Linked DNA regions of Mus musculus: regions 2 and 3 are each linked to region 1. A link is a contact called in public ChIA-PET and Hi-C data. All regions are on one chromosome and are shown on one strand. Each heading gives the region's core, a stretch centred on a gene start, on an enhancer-like site or on the middle of the called end of the contact. The rest is flanking DNA. Distances are from core to core; before and after follow the strand shown.

Evidence for each region. A called contact is a pair of places that touch in the nucleus more often than the background predicts. ChIA-PET counts read pairs in DNA pulled down with a chosen protein or histone mark.
Region 2: a contact with region 1 is called in an RNA polymerase II ChIA-PET map of memory CD8 T cells, with 164 read pairs. The contact joins two enhancer-like sites. A contact is called at or near these places in 26 of 484 Hi-C or Micro-C datasets (the AML12 cell line, B cells, CD4 T cells and 17 more), 6 of 115 datasets of contacts at active chromatin or transcription factors (Th17 cells, bone marrow-derived macrophages, effector CD8 T cells and 3 more) and 1 of 9 other capture datasets (embryonic stem cells).
Region 3: a contact with region 1 is called in a Hi-C map of regulatory T cells, with 4 times the contacts expected there. The contact joins two enhancer-like sites. A contact is called at or near these places in 12 of 484 Hi-C or Micro-C datasets (B cells, the HPC-7 cell line, cardiomyocytes and 8 more) and 1 of 115 datasets of contacts at active chromatin or transcription factors (microglia).

The regions. Positions count from the first base shown.
Region 1 is chr10:18,915,760-18,920,089 of GRCm38.p6, forward strand. No RefSeq gene overlaps it. Among named protein-coding and RNA genes, the nearest start is that of Perp, 73 kb to the left of the region's middle. Within about 2 kb of position 1,457, at least 53 of the 459 cell types and tissues checked have an H3K27ac peak or open chromatin away from gene starts, as enhancers often do. A contact at or near this core is called in the HPC-7 cell line, the P5424 cell line, Th1 cells and 6 more, where this site is marked.
Region 2 is chr10:19,488,969-19,493,369 of GRCm38.p6, forward strand. Gm33104 (predicted gene, 33104) reads left to right here. Exons shown (of 4, transcript NR_152784.1): 2 at 1,987-2,049. Among named protein-coding and RNA genes, the nearest start is that of Gm33104, 4.5 kb to the left of the region's middle. Within about 2 kb of position 2,938, at least 26 of the 459 cell types and tissues checked have an H3K27ac peak or open chromatin away from gene starts, as enhancers often do. A contact at or near this core is called in the P5424 cell line, Th1 cells, Th17 cells and 5 more, where this site is marked.
Region 3 is chr10:19,884,600-19,889,529 of GRCm38.p6, forward strand. Pex7 (peroxisomal biogenesis factor 7) reads right to left here. Exons shown (of 10, transcript NM_008822.2): 6 at 4,057-4,163; 7 at 2,461-2,574; 8 at 179-234. Among named protein-coding and RNA genes, the nearest start is that of Pex7, 21 kb to the right of the region's middle. Within about 2 kb of position 2,297, at least 17 of the 459 cell types and tissues checked have an H3K27ac peak or open chromatin away from gene starts, as enhancers often do. A contact at or near this core is called in the HPC-7 cell line and regulatory T cells, where this site is marked.

The sequences.
Region 1 (4,330 bases), core at 207-2,706:
AGACTTCAGTCATTGTAGCTTGTTGTCCATAAGGACTTCGGTCTTCATAGCTCACATTCACAGAGAACTATGTCACCATAGGAACCTCGGTCATCACAGCTCACACTTCACAGGGCCCTCTGCTGCCATAGTTCACTGCTCATAGGGACCTCAGTCACGATAGCTTACTGTTCACAAGGGCCTTGGTCACTATAGTTCACTGTCTGTGGGGACCTCAGTCATTGTAGTTCAGTGTTCATAGGGATTTCGGTCACCATAGCTCACTCTTCACAGGGCTTTTTGTTGAGATTCTCCTTTAGGCTACAACATCCTGTTCTTGGATGACCTAAAGCCACCGTCTTAGAGGATTTGCCATTCAGTTTTCAATCAAAGCAATTCTGTAAATTCACACTAAAAACGAAGCAAAGGAAGTAGAGGCTACACTTGAGTGAAAGCCCTGTCCATCTGATGCCATCTCCAGAGACAGCATCTCCTCTCCACTTCTCGCACTCCAGTCAGTCTCTAGCCCCTTGTTAGAACAACTGGATCTACTTTCTGGGGTGAGGCAGAGACAGACAGACAGGTAAATAAAAATGCAGAGACACACACAGTGTCTCTGGAGGGAGAGGATGAAAAAAAGGGAGAGGGAGAACCTGGTGTACGGTTGTACCAAATAAGAGGAAAAGGAAGACAGGATGGAGGAGGATTTAAAAAGGATTAAGAGACACAGTGGATTTGCTGATGGGTTGTGGAATGAAAAATGGTTTTCAAGGTCCTCTGAGTTGCTTTGGGGAGTAGTATCATTGTTCATAGTCTCTCTCCCTCCCTCTCTCCCTCCCTCCCTCCCTCCCTCCCTCCCTCCCTCCCTCCCTCCCTCCCTCTCCCTCCTTTCTCCCTCTCTGTCTTTCTCTCCCCCTCTTTGTCTCTGTCTCTATCTGTCTTTCTCTCTCTCTCTCTGTGGGAAAAGTTCCTTGCTATAGAAAAAATATGTATCTGTACCATTATATCAAGTATATTTTACTTTTACCTTTAAAATCTCTCTCTGAGGGTTAGGGGTATAGTATAGTGGTACAGTGTTCATCCAATCACCAGCATTGCCAACAGCCAGTTCCATGCCCCCTTTTGCTAGTCCAGTAAATTTAAAATTAATCAGGGCGAGCTGAAAGGGAGATTCAGGAATCCACAAATCCTATGGAAGAGTTTACAGGCTGTGAACTTACAACAAAGATTTGTTTTAGGCTCAGATTTTTCTGTATTCAATTTGGGAACAAACTATTCCATCTGCCTGAGAGAAATAAAAATCTTAAGGGGAAGGAGTAGCTTTGAACACTGGGACTTTAACCATGAAGAGAGACAATATCAATTATTGCTCGCCTATAGTCAAGCAGGACCCAGTTCACTGTCAGACACTTGAAACAGTCTGAACCCAGCTATTTGGTTGAGTATATAAATTGACCACCAGATGGCAGCATATGATTTTTAAAAGAAACACTACTCCCCTCCCCCCACCTTCCAGCCCCTGCACACCACCCCCACACCTCCAAAGTGTACACAGAGAGGTAGACATCACCCATAGTGAACATTTTTCTTCTTGTTCCTAAAATTGGAATGAAATGAGGAATAACACAGAGAAGTAAGAAACAGAAGGAAAGAAGTAAGCTGAAGGAAACGTGGGAGGGAGAAGATTTAAAAAGAAACTAAAAGAAAAAAGAAAAAAAAGAAGCATATCCAACTAGATGACAGTTCATCACAAACGACAACGGGCGGGCTGCTGATGTAGGAAAGTTCCGAGGGAGGAAACGGTGCTATAACCACAGGCATTCACAGCCTACATGTGTGAGTGAGTACAAGATAGACTCTTGACCTTCTTCTAAAAGCAGCTGTCTCCTTGGGAAACTACAAGAATGAGTTTACATTTTCAACATGTTTTCTTTTCTTTAAGGCTCGAGTTACCTGAATTCTCCATTTGTATTTGAAACTTATTTTAATCAGTGTTCTTCAAGGAGGTCATGCACACTGGATTCCATGGTTGGACATGCAAGTAAGGGAAGTGACTCAAGACAGCAGAAAGTATTCAGACACATACCAACAGGGATGCATCCATGTAATAAAGAGGAAAGACACACACCAACAGGGATGCATCCATGTAATAAAGAGGAAAGACACACACCAACAGGGATGCATCCATGTAATAAAGAGGAAAGACACACACCAACAGGGATGCATCCATGTAATAAAGAGGAAAGACACACACCAACAGGGATGTATCCATGTAATAAAGAGGAAAGACACATACCAACAGTGATGTATCCATGTAATAAAGAGGAAAGACACACACCAACAGGGATGCATCCATGTAATAAAGAGGAAAGACACACACCAACAGGGATGCATCCATGTAATAAAGAGGAAAGGAGAAGGAGCTTTGAGCCAAGAAGCTCATGACCTGAGAGGGATTCTCGGGATCTGTCTCTGACTCTCCACGGACCACAACCACTACCCAAGACCATTCTTCAACTTCTTCAACTACTCTCTCTTTCCTAACTAACTAGTATGTCTCGAGAGTGTAAGATGGGACAGATCTCACATAGTGGTGATAGGCTTGGGCATTGAGGCTTCTTTGAGTAGGGCTTTCTACCTCTACAGTAACGACATCTTGGATTGGATAATTCTTTGTGTACTCTTTCCATTATAGCATAGTTAGTAGCCTTCTGGCTGCCACTTGCTGGATGCCAATAATACACCCCTACCTAGTTTATGGCATCCAAAAGCATCTCTAGACATTGACAAGTGTTGCCTGGGCAGGAGATTTGCTACCTTCCCTGTTTTGGAACCTCTGCTCTAGAAAGACTCTAATTATAGGGATGAAAGACATTATAAAGGCTCTGCTTTCTTGCTTTTCTTCTCTTGGGAAAAATTCTTTCTGAATCAAAAGAGAAATGTATGCTCAAATATCCAGTAGAGATTTGCAAGTATTAAAGCCATTCACAAAATGTGTTTCTTATGGCTAGGATAATGTTCTCTATATGAAATAAAAGCAACCAAATATATCATTATAAATATTGTGTTAAGCAGAAAGTGGCACATGATATGCTAAGGCACACAGGTAATAAAAGTATTTATATAGAGAAAACCAACTAATGCTGATTGAAGCTTTATTGGGTACCAGATACATTTTTTTGTACATTTCTACTCGTGTTATATAAGCATACAACATCTCTATGCAGATATATCATTTGCATTTCAGATGAAGATAATGAGACTGAGAAGAGTGTAATTACTACCTCAGAATTCTATTTATAGTCAGAGTGGAAGAGCAGATTAAAACTCTGATCATGTTCTATCTCTGGACATGAACTCTTACACATCTTACTGTTGAGTTGGGCATGGACATAGGAAAGGAATATAATGTCAAAAACATGGTTGATGCAACTTAAAAGTCATAGAGGTTGCAAGAAACTCTGCCTCAGACAGGAATGTATGATATTTTTTTGGGATGAGATAAGGGCTAGGAAGATGGGATGGAGAGGTGGGAATGGGGCTACCCTTTGAGGAGTAGTGGGATTGTAGAATAGTGCAATGGACGACCTGTTTATGTTTCTTCCTTTTTGAATTCACATTGTGGAACCACGGTCCTAATAAGATGGTGTTAGGAACTGGGATGTACTGCCTTTGGAACTTAAGTGTGTCAGGATGGCAGAACCTCTGCAATGGGACTACTGCTCTTATGAGAGAGCTAGCTTACTCTCCCTTTTCTCCATTGTGTGACAATATCCTTCTAAGAAGTCAGCTATCTAGAAACATGAGGAGACAGACTCTCATGAAAATTTGTGTCGCCTGGGACATACATATATTGGACTTTCTAGCCTCTATAAGTATGGGGAATAACAGATTGTCTACCTGTAATTTATTATACTAAGACACATATGGAGATCTAGGGTGAGGAGCCCATCCCAAGACAAGGAAGTCATCAGGTTATAAAGGGAGATTAGTACCAGAGGGCAGGTATCATAATCTAACAGGTCAACAGTATGGATCTTATTCAATTGTTATTTTTAAAAATTGAGAAATCTTGGGAGGGGGGAGAGATTTGGATTTCTGAGTATTCTTGAACTAGAAGTGGCAACATAGTCTTAATCTTTATATCTCAGTTCTTTGTCACAATCAAAGACATGCTGCTGACATTAATGAGATTTGAGTTCTCTACTCTACCCAAATTCATATCATATCCTGTTCATTTACTCTCCTCTCTCTTGCTTGGATTTTCTGATTAACTCCCACGAACAGAATAATTTCCAATCTTAAATATAAAAACATATTTGAGAAATGTATCTGCTAACACAATTGTATG
Region 2 (4,401 bases), core at 1,688-4,187, 570 kb after region 1:
ACTCAGGTGAAGTCATCAGAATTCAGACATTGGTCTGCCATTCATAGGTTTCTCCACCCCAAGCTCTCTATATCACCTCACTTAGCCACTGCTTATCCCTAGCTGGCCACTGTGGTAAAAGGTTAATCACAAACGTGGGTATTTATAGGGAATAATATGATGGGAGTAACCACATGTGGGTGAAAAAGAAATGAAAAGTCATGGCGACACAGAGCTTGTGACTATCCTGCAATTGGGATGGGAAACAAACAAAGGGGTCAGAATTCTGCCTGTCAACACAGGAAGAAAAGCAGACTGCTGGCTGGAAATATTAATCTGATCTTGGATGCTGGTCATAGAGGCTACACTCAGGAAGCTGAGGCAAGAGGATTGACAAGAGTTCTAGGCCAGTTCTAGGCTACGGTGAAACCAACCAACCAACCAACCAACCAACCAAACAAACAAACAAACCTGTTGTGTTAGGAAGTTGACAGTTGTTGCCTCAGAGAGCATGTGGCAGTGTCTGCAGACAGTGAGGAGTAGCATGTCACTGGCATCTGGTGTGACATGGCCAAGGGTTCTGTAAGCATCCTAGAATGCACATAGAATGTACACACAGAGCAGCTGCCTACAACAAAGAAATTTCCAGGCCCAAGTGTCAGCTGCGCTTTAAAGCAGAACTCCACTGAGGAAGCCAGTCTTCTTTCCTTGCATGGTTATTTCCCAGTAACATGCTTGAAACATTCTGGCAATAGTGACAGACAGAAATGTGCTTAGAACATTAATTCATAATTATGAGATGATTGCGATATTTCTAGAATGGGAAATCAGATATTTAAATGCACATGTCTCTAAAGATTGGTATAAAAGAAATAATTAACATCCAAAGTATCTATGACTCTTAAATCACAAAACTACTACTAAATGTTAAATATTGGGCTAAAATACAGAGCACATTTCATCTTTTAATGAAGAGAATTCTTTCTGTAAATTACTAGAACTCTTAAGGAGTTGGAACAAGTACTATCCAAAGTAGACGAGGAGCCACAGAGTATGGTACAGGAACACTGGGGTGAGCTTGTGATTGCACTAAGCCTGGTCTCTGCTCAGTGACTGTATTGTGTTCAGGTCTAAACCCACAAGGGCATCCTACAAAAAAAAAGGGTAGATTTAATATAGCTTCATCACATGTGTAAAAGCAAAACAATTGGGGGGGCATATTCATTAAATGAAATATAAAAACTCTAACTTGCTCATTGAAAACTAAGTACTTGTAGAGGAAACAAAGACACTTTATTTTCTTATTCTGCAGGAGTATTTCTAATATAATAAGACACCGAGACTGTGTTTAGCTCAAAGTCTATATGGTTGACTCCAAAGTTCAAAATTGCTTTGTTAGATGTAAGCCTTTGTCCCTGGACGGACAGGCTTCTGTCTCTTAGGAAAGAAAATTAAGTTGTATTTTCTATGTGGTGGTTCCTGAATGCAGAATTTTAGATCCGCTTTAATAAAACACGTGGCTGTGTAAGATTTTATGTTAGTAACGGTGATGGAAAGAACATTGATTTATTATTATTATTATTATCATTATTATTATTATAGAAAATTTATGATCACAAATTCAGCATCTATCAAAGAGTTTGGCCACAGTGCACCAAAAAAGCCTCCACCTACTGGGCAATGTTACGACAGGGCAAGATAAAAGCAAAGCTGGTTCCCTTCTTCCCATCACAACAAAAAGGTCGATAAAGCACACACTTGATATCAAACAGAGCTTCCTGCTGGCTTCAGTTACCTGGGAGTCTGGAGCCTGTGGTTTGAGTAATGTTCTGTCCACAATGCCGGGCAGCAGAAGCATAGAGAGAATGTCGGGCTTCCAGCCGGCTGAGCGAGCGCCTAACAACTTCAGACTCATTCTTTATTCTCCATCAGAAACGATAGCAAATGTGTTAAAAGGAAAAAAAAAAGTATTCACCGATCTTCTGATGTTGCCTTTTTTGGTGCTAGGAATTGTGTAACAGAGGTGATCCAGACGAGGTGATCCGCCCTTGAGCTACCTTCCAGGGTCATGTAAGTTTGCAAAAGAACCGAAAAGGAAGAGTTTTGCATAGTTCCTCTTGAAAACAAATGGTTTTTGTTTGTTTGTTTTATGTTTGTTTGTTTGTTATTGTGGAAAATTCCTGAAGAAATAAGATAGAGGTTGCTGGGGTGGGCACTGCAGATGACCAGGTGAAAACAGGACCAAACAGAGTACACATGTGCAGCATAAGTGCAAACATTGTAACTTTTATCTCTTTGATCCTGAGAAATTTTGTCAAAGTAATGACGTTAATATTTTTAAACTCTATATTTTGGTATGCAATAGGACATTTATCCTAGAGTCCATAAGAATGATTTTTTTAAATATGAATGCTTATATCAGTACTAAAGAGGACTCTGCTTGAATCCTCAGGTACTTACCTCATTTTCAAGTGTATCAATTAAAAAGATTACATAATAGGTGCTCTGAGTGGACACATAATTTTCTCACCATTTCTAAACATTCCTACCAAAAGTATAACGTTTAGCTGCCACCCAAACGGTGGAAATGCATATGTACATCTGCGACTTACAAACTGTGTTTTGAGAAACGCTTGTGAGGGAATGCTGCAGCTGCTGATAGGTTGACCTTTAGATTAAAGGAAGGAGAAGACAAACAAAATTCTGGCATGACTGAAACAGAGTGGTAGAAGCCCCGGAGAAGGACCACCAGGGGGCAGCATCCTCAAGCGGTTGTGATGGGGTGAGGCGCCCCCCCCCCCCCCCGCAAGGTTGTTGGTTAGCTCCAGCTATTTAGAACCAGAACCGTTTTCTGATTTCCAAGTTAAAACCCCTAAGTACAAAAACATGTGTCCCCACCCCCAATGTGAAACGGACGAAATTCAAAAGCAAAAATAATACTTTATGCAGCTCAGCATGTACCCTACATCGTTCTGAGCGATGTACATGGATCAAGCAGCTGCCATGACAACCTTTGCAGTGTAAACACTGTTGCTAGTACATTAAAATCACGTGTGCATTTATATGATGCATTGTCTATGATTTTTAATTGAAATTTACAAATGAGGAAACCGGGACACAGAAGTTTATCACGTGCTCATGCCATACAAATACCAAATACCAAGTACCAGAGCTGAGATTCGGACCAAAAGCTCTGGCCCAGAGATCAGATCTGAGACTGAGCCAACAGACTGAGGCTCTCAAGGCAGTGTTTCCTTGTTGGCGCACTATCAAGTTCAGCTACCAGCGCAAGGTCCAACTTATGGCCTTGTCTGGAACACAGCTTCTGTGTGCTGAATCTCTTGAAAACACTTCCCCCGAAAGTTTTACCCCAACAATGCTGCTTTCTTCGTAATCGTGGCTAAATTCTCAGCTCTGGCCAACCAGCATTGAGTATCCAGCAAGGATTTTACTTTAGTAGTTCTGGTATCTTGTTCATCACAGATGGTTCTTCATCCCCAGCTAACCAAAACTACAGATCCTTCACACAAAATGTCCTGTAGAGTCTTTTCTTCCCGCTGACACTGCACAAGCTAGGCCTCCAGGTTTTTTTTTTTTTTTTACTGTTTGCAGCAAGCTCTTACAGAAGTGACTCAATGGCTTTTCTAGCCCCAAGTTTCACAGAACAGTTCATCCTCAAAAGCAGTGAGGACAGGAACTCAAACAGGGCAGGAGTTCATTCAGGGCAGGAGCTGATACAGAGCATGGAGGGGTGCGGCTTACTGGCTTGCTCCTCATGGCTTGCTCAGCCTGCTTTCTTGTAGGAGGCCAGGGATGGTGCCACCTACAGTGGCTGGGCCCGGCTCCATTGGTCACTAATTGAGAAAATGCCTTACAGCTGGATCTTAAGAGTCATTGTCTCAAGTGAGGCTCCCTCCTCTCTGATTCCTCTAGCTTGGGTCAAGTTGACATAAAACCAGCCAACATTTGGGTCTGACCTGCTTCAGGGATGTCTTAGTTACCTTTGTATTGTTGAAAAGGGATCATGACCAAATGTTTTCTCTTAGAAAAGAAGACATTTCACTGGGTGCTGGCTTACAGCTTCAGAGGATTGGTCTTTTGTCACCATGGCAGGGAGCATGGCAGCAGGCAGGCAAGCAGGCAGCTTTACATCCTGTTCCACGGGCATCAAGAAGACAGAGGGAGAGACACAGGGCCCAGTGTAGGCTTTTGCAGTCTCAAAGTCCACTCTCAGTAAGACAACACCTCCTAATCCCCCTAAGCCTTCTCGGTTTCATAACCTGGTGACTAAGAATTGAAATTTGGAAGCCCGCGAGAGCCATTTTCGTGTAAATCACCATAAGGAGAGATGGGTATCAAACATGAGAGGGGTCACCGTGCTTCTGCGGTTTTCTCAGATACCACAAGCTTGCACATCTCAGA
Region 3 (4,930 bases), core at 1,047-3,546, 970 kb after region 1:
TCAAGCACGAAGGACAAGAGGGTGTGGCTTCCAGACTTACTTGTTAGGAGGAGAGAAGAATAAAAGGCAGGAAAAGTGGGTACTGTTAGTAAAGCAATCCCTCAGGTCTCAGCGAAGTTGCACACATACAAACACTACTAAGTGTTGCACACAGGATGTATTAGAGAGGTCTCTGTACCTTACAGTGAAGTCATAGGAGCAGGAGGCCAGCACGGAGGCGTGGAACGGTGAAAACTGCAGGAGAGAGAAGTCAGACAGTCACGGACTGCCACTCCACGTCACCCCAGAAACACAACCACTTATCACAACTGCACCTTCCTAGGCCTTACACACTTATGCTGACCTTTCAAATAGACATTTATAGAAAGATCTTTTATTTTTACATTCTCCAAAGAAATCCCGCAAGCTTCACAGAGATAATTTCTAACATGCTTTCTACATTTGATGGAGGGTCTCATGAAGCCTAGGCCAGCCTCAACCTTGCTGAGGGTCATCTGAACACTCATCCTCCTGCTTCTCATTCCAAGTGCTGGGATTACAGACATGGACCACCCAGTTATGTGCTAATGGGGGTCACACCCAGGCCTCTATGCTAAGCAAGCAATCTACAGCTGAGTCACCTTCCCATCCCTGTAACTGTACCTGAATAGCACTTCACACAGCGTGCAAAGTATTTTTTTTACTATATTACCTTAATTTGTCCCCACAAAAAATCTGAAATACAGAAAAACTCTGTCTACCACTGAAACCTGTCCCTGTAAGACCATTATTAAAAACACAGGCCGGGCGGTGGTGGCGCACGCCTTTAATCCCAGCACTTGGGAGGCAGAGGCAGGTGGATTTCTGAGTTCGAGGCCAGCCTGGTCTACAAAGTGAGTTTAAGGACAGCCAGGGCTACATAGAGAAACCCTGTCTTGAAAAAAAACAAAAACAAAACAAAAACAAAAAAAACCAACAAAACAAAACAAAAACCCAACAAAACAAACAAACAAACAAACAAAACACATAGAAAAGCTTATTTTTATTTTTGTAGTAGATGGTAGTTATCACAAAAGCCGACAACTGGAGTGAGAAGAATCCATAACTAAGGATGGCTCAGGCCCTTCTACAAAGCTCAGGGAACACAGGAGGAGATGGAGGACTGTGGGAACTGGAGGGGGAGGACTGCTGTGAGACACTGTCTGTCCTCAGCACAAGACAGCTGCTGTCCTCGTGAACTCTCACAGCTGTGGCTGCCTTCAGAAGATCTGCCCCAGGTCAGGACAGAGCACACAGGAGCACAAATGGATGAGGGCTCCTAAGGCCCATCTCTAACTGAAAGCTACTGGCAGTTAATGGCTACACAGGAGGGGGAGACGGTTTTCCCTGGTGGAATGCCCAGACTCCAGTGGGTGCTTGTACATCCATGTGCACGAAGCAGCTCTAACTGGGCTCAGTGGATGAGAGAGACAGAGAGACAGAGAGAGACAGAGACAGAGCGAGGACACGAAGCTAGGAGGGATGTATGTGCCAGGGTCCTGGTGGAGTTGGGGAAGAGTAGGTATGAGCAAATACTCTGTATGCATGTATGGAATTCCCAAAGAAGTCAAAGTTAAATCTACTATGTACTACATATTTAAAATTACATTGAGTAATACAATCTAAATATTAATTTAATGCTATTTGAAATATGTAAAATCGGGATATTGCACAACTATCATATTGGAAACAGCAGTAAAGTACTTTGTAGCTGTTAATGTAGAGAACTGATAATCAGGAGATGCCACTGAGTGGGGAGGTTTTCACAGCACCACAGCAGAATCACCTGACAGGAAGCTGGGGAGATAAACTAACTTCCCTCACTATGCAGGCACACCTACTAGAGGCACTGTTAAAAGGTTTGCTCTCCTTCTGTTCACACACCGAATCGTTTCTACATCCTGCATAGTTTTAACTTTTATATACACTGTCATGCTAGAGAAAAAAATTACTACCTCTCCATTCACACACTCTCATCAAATGGGCAATTGTGAAACATATTCCCTAAATATAAACTAACACACTTAGAAATACTGTTAAAAGAAATAGTCAGCTGGGTAATAAGGTAAGAAAGTTATTTTTAGTTAACATCAAGTAGTGAATTTTTATATCATTCCAGCTTACTCAAATATATAACCTAATTTTAGCTTCCAATATCATCCTTAATTGGATGACAAAAACACACACAACAATCAACAATGCCGGCACTTGGGAGGCTGAGGCAGGAGGAATATAATTTTAAAGTCGCCTGACCTACAGAACGAGACCTTGTCTCAGGAAACCCAGAGCGGAGGGTGGAGCTCCGTGGCAGGGCATTGGCCTAGGATGAGCACGGCCCAGGCTCCCCCCCAGCTCTGTAAAACTGCATCCCTAAACACTTTGTACAAACTTCACCGACTACTGGTTACGTTTTCACTCTGTATAGAAAAGAGAAAGACTTACTTTCACCCTCCTGATAGCATATGTGTGACCGAGAAGTTCAAACACAGGCTGTCGCACATTCCTTAAGTCCCAGCCTCTCAAACTACAGTCAACCGCACCTGTCACCACCAAGTTCTGAAAACAATTCAGAAAAAAACAAAACAAAACTATGAGATGTTTGCAATCTCTCACTAGAAACTAGAAACTAAAAAATACATTTTTGTAATTAAATATACACCCAGGATCTATTTTTTAATTGCATAATAATCATAGAAAGGAACCAAAATAGCCATTTCGTAGCAAAATCAAAACTATATAACTACAGAGGACAGGAACTATGTTTAAAGTGTATGATAGAACACTACACACAAGGGACAAAGCAAGTCTCAAACAGCATTGTAGATTTTCTAACTTACCTTTTCAAATACTACGCACACATAAGAGGTTAAAAGATATTGGACAAATCAGCTGATCCTTCTTTTTAAACAGTTTAAAACATACTGAGGTCGTACCAGATATTAAAGGCAGGCTGTGGTTGCTGGGCTGAGAATGTAGCTCAGTAAGAGAGTGCTTGCCTAGCGAGTATAAACACATTTGAGTCCGATATGCAGGAAACACACACACACACATAAACACACACACACACACATACATGTATGCACTCACATATGCATGCTTACAGGCACTCATATGTTCATGGGTGGGGGAACCCCTTTCAAGGTGACTCATAGTTGAAAAAGCAGAGTGTTAGTTAAGTTTTGTTCGGTTTTCTAAGCCTAAATATTTCTATTGAATATGCATATTGTCTTTCTTTTTACTAAAAGAGTTCTGACAATGTGGTATTCTTTTAATTGTCACAAGTGAGTTTAAAGCTGGGAAAGCAAAAACAAGGTAGGTATTTTCAGTTTTCAGCTACAAGGCCTGTTGAGGCATACAGATAGTATATTAATACAATCAATTTATTCCTGAATTCCTGCTTTTAATTCTCACACTCAGATGTTTTAACTGAAGCATTACAAAAAGTTTCACATGGGCACCACCATCTTATACAAGCATGAAAATTAGTTCAGCTTAAAAAGAAAGATAAAACAAAATTCTTAAAACTAATGGACTGTCAAATTAAAAACTGGGTTATAAACAGTTCAACAGTGAGGTTAAGAGCAATCACACATATACAAATTACAAAAATTGTAAAGCAGTTTCCCAAAACAAACAAGGAAGGCTGCACTGTTGAACTTGTAAGAATATCTGTTCCTGCCGGGCGTGGTGGCACACGCCTTTAATCCCAGCACTCGGGAGGCAGAGGCAGGCGGATTTCTGAGTTCTAGGCCAGCCTGGTCTACAAAGTGAGTTCCAGGACAGCCAAGGCTACACAGAGAAACCCTGTGTCGAAAAACCAAAACAAACAAACAAACAAAGAATATCTGTTCCTTTCTTTGCCTGTTTTAGGAGCACTTAGGTCCAACTAATACTAACGCAGGTCAGTCCCTTACTCACAACAAGTTACAGAGACGGAGTTTAACCTAAGGGTCCAGAAACAACATCAAAGTGCTCATCAACAGGACAGATAAGGGGGTGTTAACACTGGGAAGAGTGCTCTCTACGGAACCCCTGTACCTCATTGTATTTACACCAGTCACAGCTCAGGATTTCCGTCTGATGTGCTGGAATCACAATCCGTACTCCTGTGGTCTTCACATCCCAGATCCTCAGAGTCTGATCTCCTGATAGAAGAGACAGACTTGGTCAACCCCACATCCTACTGGGTGCTCTGTGCAAGAGCAGGCTGGTGGCGAGCCAAGGGGAGATACGTCACCATCAGGATACTCACCTCGACATATTCTCAAACCATCACAATGCCTAAGAACTACTCACAGTGATGAGCAACAGAGAGGAAAACCATAATAGTGGTTTTACATCAAAGAGGAAAACTCAATGATGAGATGCCAAAATGGAGATGTTTTCAGCCTTCAGAGGATCTGTTTGTTGTCTGCACTGGTGCTGAAGAGAGAGCTGGGGCCTCAAGCATGAGAAACACACGTTGTACCACCGAGCCATGCCTCCAGCTCTTCCTTACGGTTTTTATATTTACTACATTTTAATGGGACAGTTGGAGGAAACTTTTCTCCTTTGAAAAACAAGCTCAAAATTTTAGAGAACAGCTGGATGGTGGTGGCACACGCCTTTAATCTGCCCTGGGAGGCAGAGGCAGGCAGATCTCTGAGTTTGAGGCCAGCCTGGTCTACAGAGAGTGTTCCAGGATGGCCAGGACTATACAGAGAAACACTCTCACAATAAAGAAAAAAGTATAAAGATTATATTTTACATTATTCAAATAAGATTGGCATTGTTTAAATGAACAGTCACATTAGTAGATGAAAGCAAGTAATATTTGGGGATCTAAGAATGGTAGGGATAAAAGAATAAATTTAAATGTACCAAATGGGAATAATTCTGGTACATGAGAGAGCTATCTTCAATGGCCCTAAAA